Regions from separate parts of the Solanum lycopersicum genome. Here region 2 is linked to region 1. Evidence: chromatin contacts called from public HiChIP or PLAC-seq data. All regions are on one chromosome and are shown on one strand. Each heading gives the region's core, a stretch centred on a gene start, on an enhancer-like site or on the middle of the called end of the contact. The rest is flanking DNA. Distances are from core to core; before and after follow the strand shown. Region 1 holds the start of LOC101251662 (COP1-interacting protein 7-like). Region 2 holds the start of LOC101250285.

What was found. HiChIP or PLAC-seq counts read pairs in DNA pulled down with a chosen protein or histone mark.
Region 2: a contact with region 1 is called in an RNA polymerase II HiChIP or PLAC-seq map of leaf, with 4 times the contacts expected there. The contact joins the promoter of LOC101250285 here to the promoter of LOC101251662 in region 1. A contact is called at or near these places in 3 of 8 Hi-C or Micro-C datasets (leaf and leaf mesophyll) and 1 of 1 datasets of contacts at active chromatin or transcription factors (leaf).

What each region holds. Positions count from the first base shown.
Region 1 is chr3:53,022,004-53,026,778 of SLM_r2.1, forward strand. LOC101251662 (COP1-interacting protein 7-like) reads right to left here and starts at 1,478. Exons shown (of 11, transcript XM_069295130.1): 1 at 1,086-1,478; 2 at 635-720. The coding sequence starts at 705. LOC101249157 reads right to left here. Exons shown (of 8, transcript XM_004235161.5): 8 at 4,448-4,775.
Region 2 is chr3:53,200,766-53,205,438 of SLM_r2.1, forward strand. It overlaps LOC101250285, which reads left to right and starts at 2,500. Exons shown (of 7, transcript XM_069295142.1): 1 at 2,500-3,506.

The DNA of each region.
Region 1 (4,775 bases), core at 228-2,727:
AATATGAGCATGTTATAAACATATAAAAGCATATTATCACATAATCAATGGTGATGCTATTATCGGTCTAAGTTTGGTTTATAGTCCAAAAAGCACCAAACATACTACACTTGATCAAGCAAATCCAGCAAGTTAAACGCTTCTTCCTGTAAGTTCTTGTGAAATATGTGGCATATTGTAGGCAAAATATTTATTTCAAAATGTATTTGAGAAACCAAACATAAAGTGTATTTGAGAGGTTAAAATCTCAACGCCAACGAAAGCAATGTGGCAGCAAAAGAATTAGCCAAGAAAATTCTTACAATTGTCAACGCCTCTCATCACTTGTCAAATGGTGGCAATAGATGTCTATAAATAGGCATGAGTATTTACAGAAAAATAGATCCCAATACAAGCTACAAAAGTATGTCGATTGCCCTAAATGTTGGACTTCAAAAGTAACCAACAACAACCCCAACTGGTCTATTATCCTGCTACACTAGGTACAAACTAAAATTTGTTTTAAGTTATTTTGGTATACTGAAGAAATATATGTCAAACATGAACTCCCTGTTTCAATAAGGGAGAAACAAAATGTAAGGCAACAAAAAACTGAAAATGATACAGCCAATTGAAATTTAAACAAAAGTCTGACCTGTTCTGGCTTGGAAAAATCTGAAATTCAACATAGTCCATCAAGACATCAGCATCCATTCCATCCTCCATCTTTAAAGACTAAGCCTGGTGAAAGGAAACTGGTTAAAGATCTCAATGTAAGAATGACATGATTATTCATCACTCTCAATCGTTTTAGCAGTAGCAGTAGCAGTAATATATACTCAAAGAGGAAGTCATCTGACATGTACGGTGTTCTAAATTCAACAAAGAAGTCATTTTGATCGAAGACGAATCAAACAATAACAAATGAATCAACCCAACATTGCGAAAAATAATCTATCTATTCACCTGATAAAACAACATGAACATAATCAAATCTCAACTATCCAAAGATCAATAAGCTGAAATTAAACAAAAGCAACAAAAGAGCACAAAAAAAGAACCAACATTTACACAAGAAAGAAACAATCTTGGATTTAGAAAAGTACCACTGACCCAGAAATGCTTAGTCCAAGAATGTCAAGTTTCAAACTTGGATCAACTAAAATCTACCTGGGTTTCTGCAGAAGAGTAAAATGCAGGTGGAAATAGAGCACACCCTTCAAAGTTGCAGAAAAAAAAAAGAAGCAAAAAGTTGTTGCCTTGTTAGTGAAGATCTCAAATGGGGGTTCGATTCAAGAACATAAAAAGATTTAGACTTTGATAAAAGTTGTGGTCACAGCCCCAGTTGGAGTGTTGAGAGAAAAAAGCAAAGAAAGAAGAGAACTTTGAGTGTAAGGAAGAAGATAAAAAGAAGGGAGCAAAAAACAACTTACAGAGAGTGTGTTTTTAGAGAGAGAGTGAAGGGTGGGTGGGAGAGTGGGGATGAAAAAGTGGTGATTGTGTTTTGCTTAATACTATGATATATGATGTGTTTATTATTGCACCCAACGCTAATTATGAAATTTAAAATAAAAAATAGTTTTTACTTTTTAAGTGAAAAATTATTATTTCTTTTTTAGCTATTGAATATTATTTCAGGTTATTTCTGACTTTTTGTAAGTAATCTAAAATAAAAACAAAAAAATAAAGTTTTTTGTTGATAAAATATTGTTTGAAGTTGTTCTTGACTTTTTTGTAAGTAATCTAAAAGTAAAAATTATTTAAAATTTTATGATCAAAATTAAAAAAAAAATTTTTTGAGGAAGATCAAAATCTATTTTTCGAGTTTAAAAAATTTCAATGGCCAAAATTATATTGTCTACATCTCAATTTATATATGATTGGTCACGTAATTTTAAAAAATAAGGAAAATTTTTGTTATGTTTATCAAATTGTCTTTTACTAAAGTTATTTTGTGGGTTATTTTTAATTGACATTTCTTCAAAATAAAAGTGTTAATACACCTCAATAAAACGATATCGTCAAATAGTAATCAACTAATAAAGATATTGTATAAATTGGGACGGAGAGGCTAAATTATGTTCTTTTCAATGTCGGAACGATGTAAAGAGTGTACGACTTTTTTTTTTCATCTATGAATTCAAATTCAAATTAAGTTGGTGGTCCTCTCTTCATAAAATAGCAAAAATGGTCCCTTATTATTTGAGCTAAAGTCAAGGGGATCATTTAAATATTTAAAGTGATAATTAATTAATTCTAATTAATTATTTAATAACTTTTGATTGAAAATTTTAATATGAATTGCAAATGTTTTTTTTTTTAGAAGAACTCATATTTGGAGTTTGTTTTTATTTATTTATACTACTCTTAATATCTTCTGTTTTAGAGTGGTCCGTTTAAGGTATATTTTTTGCTATTCTCTCCATTGCAATGATGCGATATTAATTGACAAGATACTAAGTTCAAAAATGAAATTAAAACTTTTGAAATTTATAATCTAAAACAGTTATAAATATTTACATGACTATAAATCATCTTATTAAGAATAAAGTGTAGAGTTTAAAGTTTAAGTTATTACAAAATATTAAAATATATTGTTTTTTAGGATGATTTGTGAAAAAAATATCACCTAAACTTGAAATCATACAGGTACGTTTTATCCATTTCTGGTGTATAATCAATAATGCAATATTTTGGGGTTTTGGTTTGTAAGATTTGATGGAAGGTGTCTTTGGTTTAAAACAATATATTAGTGAGTTTGTTAAATATTTAATAAATTTATAAAATCAAAATTGCTTAGAAATATATTCTGGGGTCATTTTGAACCATTTCCTATATCTAAGGGACTTCTGTTGTCATTTTCTTGTCCCCTCTCTTTGTCAAAATTACTACAAATCAGAATTGTTTCATCTATGAAACGTTACTATTCTTATGTTCTTTTCTTTTTGAAAATTGTTTCCATCAGTTTAGACCACAAAAATTACAAAATACTCTGGAATATTTTTTTACATATTTTCAGTTTAAAATTATAAAATTCGAATAATTCCTTTCCTTTCTCAAGTCAAAATCAAGCATTCACATTGAAATAATTGCTAGAAAAAAAACCCTATAGGTAATTTTGGCATATGGTTGAGGAGAGGAAGTCAAACTAGCTGGAGTCATGTGCATAATTTGCATTATGAAATGTGAACAGTACCTTCTCTATTATTTAAGTTCAAAAATGAAAATTTTGGAGTGTCCCAACATAAGAAGAAGTGTAACTTCAAACTCTGTTCCGTTAAATTGTAACAAAAAGTTTTAAAGGTAAAATCTTAGCCAATTGTGGTCGTATAAATCTTTTTTTTTTCATCTCTTTTTGGGATATTATGCTATATTACAATTTACAAGAACATAGTGTGTCTTGTCAAACGATTGGAAATTGGAGAGAGGACTTTTAACAGGAATAATGGAAGTGATAGAGAGACAGCTGCATGGGAATGGTGGACCTATAGCTTGACTTGGAAGAAAAAAACACACAAGGGCAAATGCCAAATACACAGACATCAGCCACTTCTTTTTAGTAAATCTTGAAGCAACAGTAATTCATACCATATTCAAATAACAATCAATCATGTGGCTTCTCCCCACTATATCTATCTCCTTTATTCCCAGTCCCCACACACCTAATTTAAAATTTTGATTTATATATTTCCCTTCTATTAATTCAACAAGTCCAACTCCAGTATTACTCTAAACCGCCCCCTTTTCAACAGCGTAGATATCCATTTCCTTCCCGTTTTGCCCGCTCTTCTGTAACCATCTTGTTCTACCAAGTAGAAGCTTATCTATGTAATACAAAACTGGAGTGCTAGTATTATACTAGGAGAACCCCTATTCACTTGTAAATTACAGGCTTAATCAGATAGAATGGCAATGAAAATGTCTAATATAAATGCCATAAAGTAGTGAATATACCACATGTTGCAAAAACCCTCTCTTCACTTGTAAATAACAGCCTTTACCAGATATAAAATGGCAATGTAGTGTCTAATATAAAATCCATTAAGTAGTGGATATAGCATATATAGCACATGCTGCAAGAACTATCTAAACTTGGCATATATACCACATGCTGCAAGAACTATCTTGAATGACAGACTTTTTTACTCTAGGAGAGCCCACAACATCTAAATATGGGTTTTAAGCGACATAGGATTCTTCTTCCTGAATTGGCAACTCTGGATATTCTACCAACAGAGAAGAAGCTTGACCTGAAGTTGATTAAAGAAATTATAAATCTTGAAACATAGATCGTTTCCCTTCTATCTGGAAACCAAAAGAACAGTTGAAACCAAAGTCTAAAGCATAACTTATCAAACCTCGTTGGCCACGATTTGGACAGGGAAGCTCCAGTTTAATAGTTCAAATTCGTTACCAAGTTACGATAAACAAAAATCACACACAAATAAAGGGAGGAACACTCGATAACTAAAGAGAGAAGAATCATTCACTTAAGGAAACAACAAGCAGTGTCACTTAGACATAACACTGTGCTCTCAACCATTTAAAGCATTAGAATGGCTGAATTAAATGAGACTTACTGGTTAACTAGCTCTGACTACAACTCAGTAGACAGCCCTAAGTTACAAAAGTACTAGCAGTACACTAGAAATCATCTAGAATACCTCATCTAACAGGGCAATCACCCAAGCAACCACATTACAAACCAACGGTACAGTTTAAAGTAAATAGAGATGACACAACTCAAATCATTCCTTTGGGTACAAGACTAAAAACACCATACTAAGTGATACAAT
Region 2 (4,673 bases), core at 1,250-3,749, 180 kb after region 1:
GGGGCGCTCTGGCTGGCGCGACAACCCAAACCCTTATACCTAGGTGTTCTGGACTTTTCTCCTTCATTTTTCATCTCTAAACCCTCTAAACTTCTATGATTCTTTCTCCAAACACTTAGGATCATTAGTACCGTCAATACCCAATAGATTTGACTCAAAATAACTTGAAAAAGAATCAAATTGACATTAGGCATTCAACAACTCCACCAACAAGAATTCGATAATGTTCTTCAAAAACTTTACATATTAACATGTAAATAACTCTCTAATAACTAAATCGAAAAAAGTTTGGTGGGTGGGTGAACTGACCCAATACCAAATGATCTCACATACCTTTATAGGGATCACCCCCGACGAATTCCACTCATAAAGCTTGACATTTTTGGTGAATCCTTGACTTTTCTCTACCTTCCTCTTCTTTTTCTCTCTTCTCCAAGTCCTAAGCGTAATTCCTCTTTTTTCAAACCGAACTAAATTTAGTTTTTACTCCAATAAATTCCTAAAAATGAATTAATTAAATTAGGCAAGGAAAAGACAACTTTGCCCTCCCCAAATCTGGATTGGACTTTCCTTAATCGACAACCCAACTTTCATGAAAGTATATATCACTCATACAATATTGAAATCTCACAAACTCGGCGGCGTTGGAAAGATTATTCAAAGGTCTTTCCAACTATATTTGGAACTACTCCTTACTAATTATGATCTAGGAGCTATGGTCGTTTGAAAATGATCAAAACTCGCTTTCCTAACTTAGTCAATATTTCAGATTTTTCTTATTCTTTCCACAAATAAATATTTCCAGATTTTAACTTCTTTTCTAGTCGTTTCTAGTTGCGAGATGTTACAATGTGGTTCATTTTCTTTAAGAAAGTGAGAGGTAAAAAGATAATTAAAACTTTAACTTTATAAATATTTCTTTTACTTCATATTAGTTTTCTATATTTTAAAAATAAATTATGTATGTTTTCTTTTGTTCTTATTTATTTTTACTTTTTTTTAATCTTTCGTATATTCTGTATTTTCTCTTCAACAGACCAAGTAACACTGGTAGTGACTCACCTTCAATATCAGGTCTCTGTCCTCACCGAATTTTCACCACCAAGCCAACTCTAATATTCAAACCATACACTTTTAACCATAACTTATTTTGCATCAATTTAAAAATTTGTTAGTAAATCAAAATTGAAGGTTAGAAAGATCGAACTTTAGATTCATTAATGGAAAAGAATTGATTAAGTAACACATCCAAATAATGAACAAAAACAATTAAGAAAATTATTGGGTTTGTCACCACGCAAGCCTATACCCTAGCGTGGAAGACACTAAGAATCATTGATGGCCCCAAACGAACCTCATTCTGGATGATTAAAAGGAGAAGACTAACTCATGCATACATAAGCATCAAACTGAAAGAAATGCTAAATCAACAGTGCAATAAGTTACATAAGTTTTAAATAAAATGTGTGAAATCAAAAGACTCTTCAAAACTGTCCATCTATGAAGCCTCCATCGTACACAAACGAGTGTCGAGAAAAGATCGATGACTCCTCAAGAGAATTACTATTGAAAACTCATAAAACTAGAGTCATCCAAAAGTAAGGAAAACTCACTCAAAATCTGATGAGTGGACGAAGTGGTTTAAACACTCTTGTTGAGAATGCTAAGAACATATATCTGCATCATTAAAAAGTACAGGTCGAATGACATTAATACGTTGAATGTAAGAGTATACATGCAATATAACTGAATAACAAATAACTCAATGAAAGAATTACAATAAATATAGATATATACTCAACTGAGTGTAAAGAAATAAAGGAGCGAAGTTACTAAAACATTTGCACTGAATACATCAAGTGATATAATTAAAAAAAAATACATTTTTAACTCTATCGGAAAGATTCTTTTACTAAAAAAAATACTTTAAATGCTTTTGCTTAAATCTTGGTTAAACCACTTTTTCAAAACTCATCTTTGCTTTGTAGGAAATCAGTTTAAAAAACAAAAATATTTGCTTTAAAAGATTTTCAAAAATTATGACTAAAAATAGGGTCATTCTAAAATATAGACATTAACGAATCAACTCAAGAATCACAATGTGTGTGTATATATATATATATATTATTCTCTTTCGTCTTCAAATCTATTTATGAAATTATACTAAATTTATTATCGTAATCGTAATAGTTATATTATACCAACAACATTAGTAGTAAAAAGGGATCAAGAAGCAGGGACAAAAGGAAATGTTGCAAGTTGGATAGAGCAATTTTGAAATTTTAAAAAAGGTAAAAATCTGTCTTTTTTATTTTTTAAGTACGAAAAAGATAGAATAATTTTTACTACAAAAATTTAGAACAAAACGAAAAGCATCTTAAAAAAAGCATATTTATCCGATTTAATTATGCTACACGGTACGTAGCATTTGGCTAGCACAATAATTAATATTCTCCAATTGACACCAACTAATCAATGACAAAAATAGCCAAAAAAAATATCTATGTTTCAAAAAAAAAAATTATGAATGGAAGTGCTAATAATCCAAAAATAGGTCTGACCTAGTTTTTCGAAATTCAAAAATATTTAAAGATCAAATTATATAATTAAAAAATATATTTAAAAATTTAATTTTGAAAATTTAATAATTATCAGGCAAATGCTAGAAAAGTACTTGTAATAATAACTCAACTTTTTATACTGACTTAAAAAAAACATTTTTTTAGGCATTGACTAGAAACATTTTAATTTTCATTTTCATCTTCTCCGTATTTAGTTACCCCTCATCTCATTTCCCTTTCCTTCTTCTTTCGATTTATTGCTGCAAAAGCTTTTGTATTGCAGAGTTAGGGTTTCACATATAACTGTGTGTGTACTCGCCGATTTTGGTTAGTTAGCAGATAAGTATTTCTTCGATTTCTCATCCTTTCTCTTTTTTACTCATCGAATTAACATTATTCTGATTCTGAACAGTTCCTTGTGTATATAGATTCATTAGATTGCTAGATTAGAGATCCTTTCTCTTTTATGATTGATTTTTATTATTTATTATAGGGTTTGTGAGAAGAGTTGACTCTGCTTAGTTTAACAGATTGTGTTTGTGTCTGAAAGTTTGCCACTCTTCCATGTTGATTTATTTTTGTAACTATTCTGAGTATCTTCTCAGACTTTGGTGTGTGACCAAAAAAGTTTTTTTTTTTTTTTGGTTGTGATTTATACATAAGTTCACTGTTGAAAGTGTTTTTTTTTCTTAAAGAGATGAGGGGACAAGGGGCTTTTTCTTTCACGAAATATAAAACTAGATGTACTTTTGGTTTTCAGTTCTTTAACCTTGAACTATTATTTAAACATGATTTTGGTTGTGTCTATTGTATTCGTATTTCATTTTAGGCTGCCTTTACTCTCTGCAATTTGATTTTGAGATATAATGGTGAACTATTACTGACTGGTTGCATATCCTAATTTATTTTCTGTGGGGGAAGTTGAATGTAAAGCTGTAGATTGAGGTTAGTATATTTATTCCTTGGAATCTCAATGAAATATTTTGAACAATTTAGAAAGCTTTTACAAGTATTAAAAGTTACCATGAAATATCATACCTTCTTAGTCTGTTCGTCCTGGTCTCTACCACCATTGTACATCTCGGTTATTCCTAATTATTAGAATCTTCATATGGCTATGTTTTTCATGTCTTATACAGTTATACTGAAACATCTATAATCATTTGTTTGCTGTCACAACTGTAACGTTATATCCGCTCCTTGCAATATGTTTTACATGTTCTGTCTAAACTGATGAGGAAATGCAGTACAGATCCACCTACTTACTTGCTATAGGAATCTCCTTTTTTTCTCTACAGAGATATGTTTGATGTCACACATATCTTTCGCGCACAATCCATGTGATACCTATCACCTCCCACCAACACCATGTATCTGATTACTAAGATGATGTTTTTTGTGTCGAACCTATTTGCTTATGATTCATATTTCCTTTTGAGGAAGAAATGTGAGGGCACTCTCCATGTTTAACCGGTTGTGAGTTTGAGTCACTAGGGCCGGGGAGCAAATATTGAGGCTCTGGGAGGAGTAAAAAGCTGCACTTAGTGGTGGTATTCATTTGGTTTCTTATGTACTGTTTAATAATGGCATTTCTCATTTGTAATAGAGATTTTTTTTTAAAAAAACAAAGATAATAGGTTGCCCAGAAGAATTTTGTGGCTAATGTTGAGAATTAGTATTCCATTGGGTTTGTGCTTTCATTTGATTGGTGAAGGTGAAGGTTCAAGTAAAAGGTTGAGTGGTCACCTTCTCCAACTCTACTCCAACCCCCATGCCCTCACTCTGCACTAACTTCAAATGCAAAATGAAATCATTTTTCTATACAATATAATAGTGGAGAACTTATATTCTACTTCAACATCTGCATGAAACTGTCGGCCGTCATGTGAGCTTTGTTTGGATCTTCCTTCCCATTATTCCATTGTCTATGTTGCTTGGACTCTTAAAAAATATCGATGGTGCTCGTCATATTTCTCAAAGTTACTGCTTTTCTTTTTTGATGAATTCGTCATGGATTTGTCAATAACTTATGGTTACTGATGAAGGATTCTATGAAAATAACGTGTTACATATTAGCTGGTTTGGTGTGTGTACTGATAATTTTTTTTATAT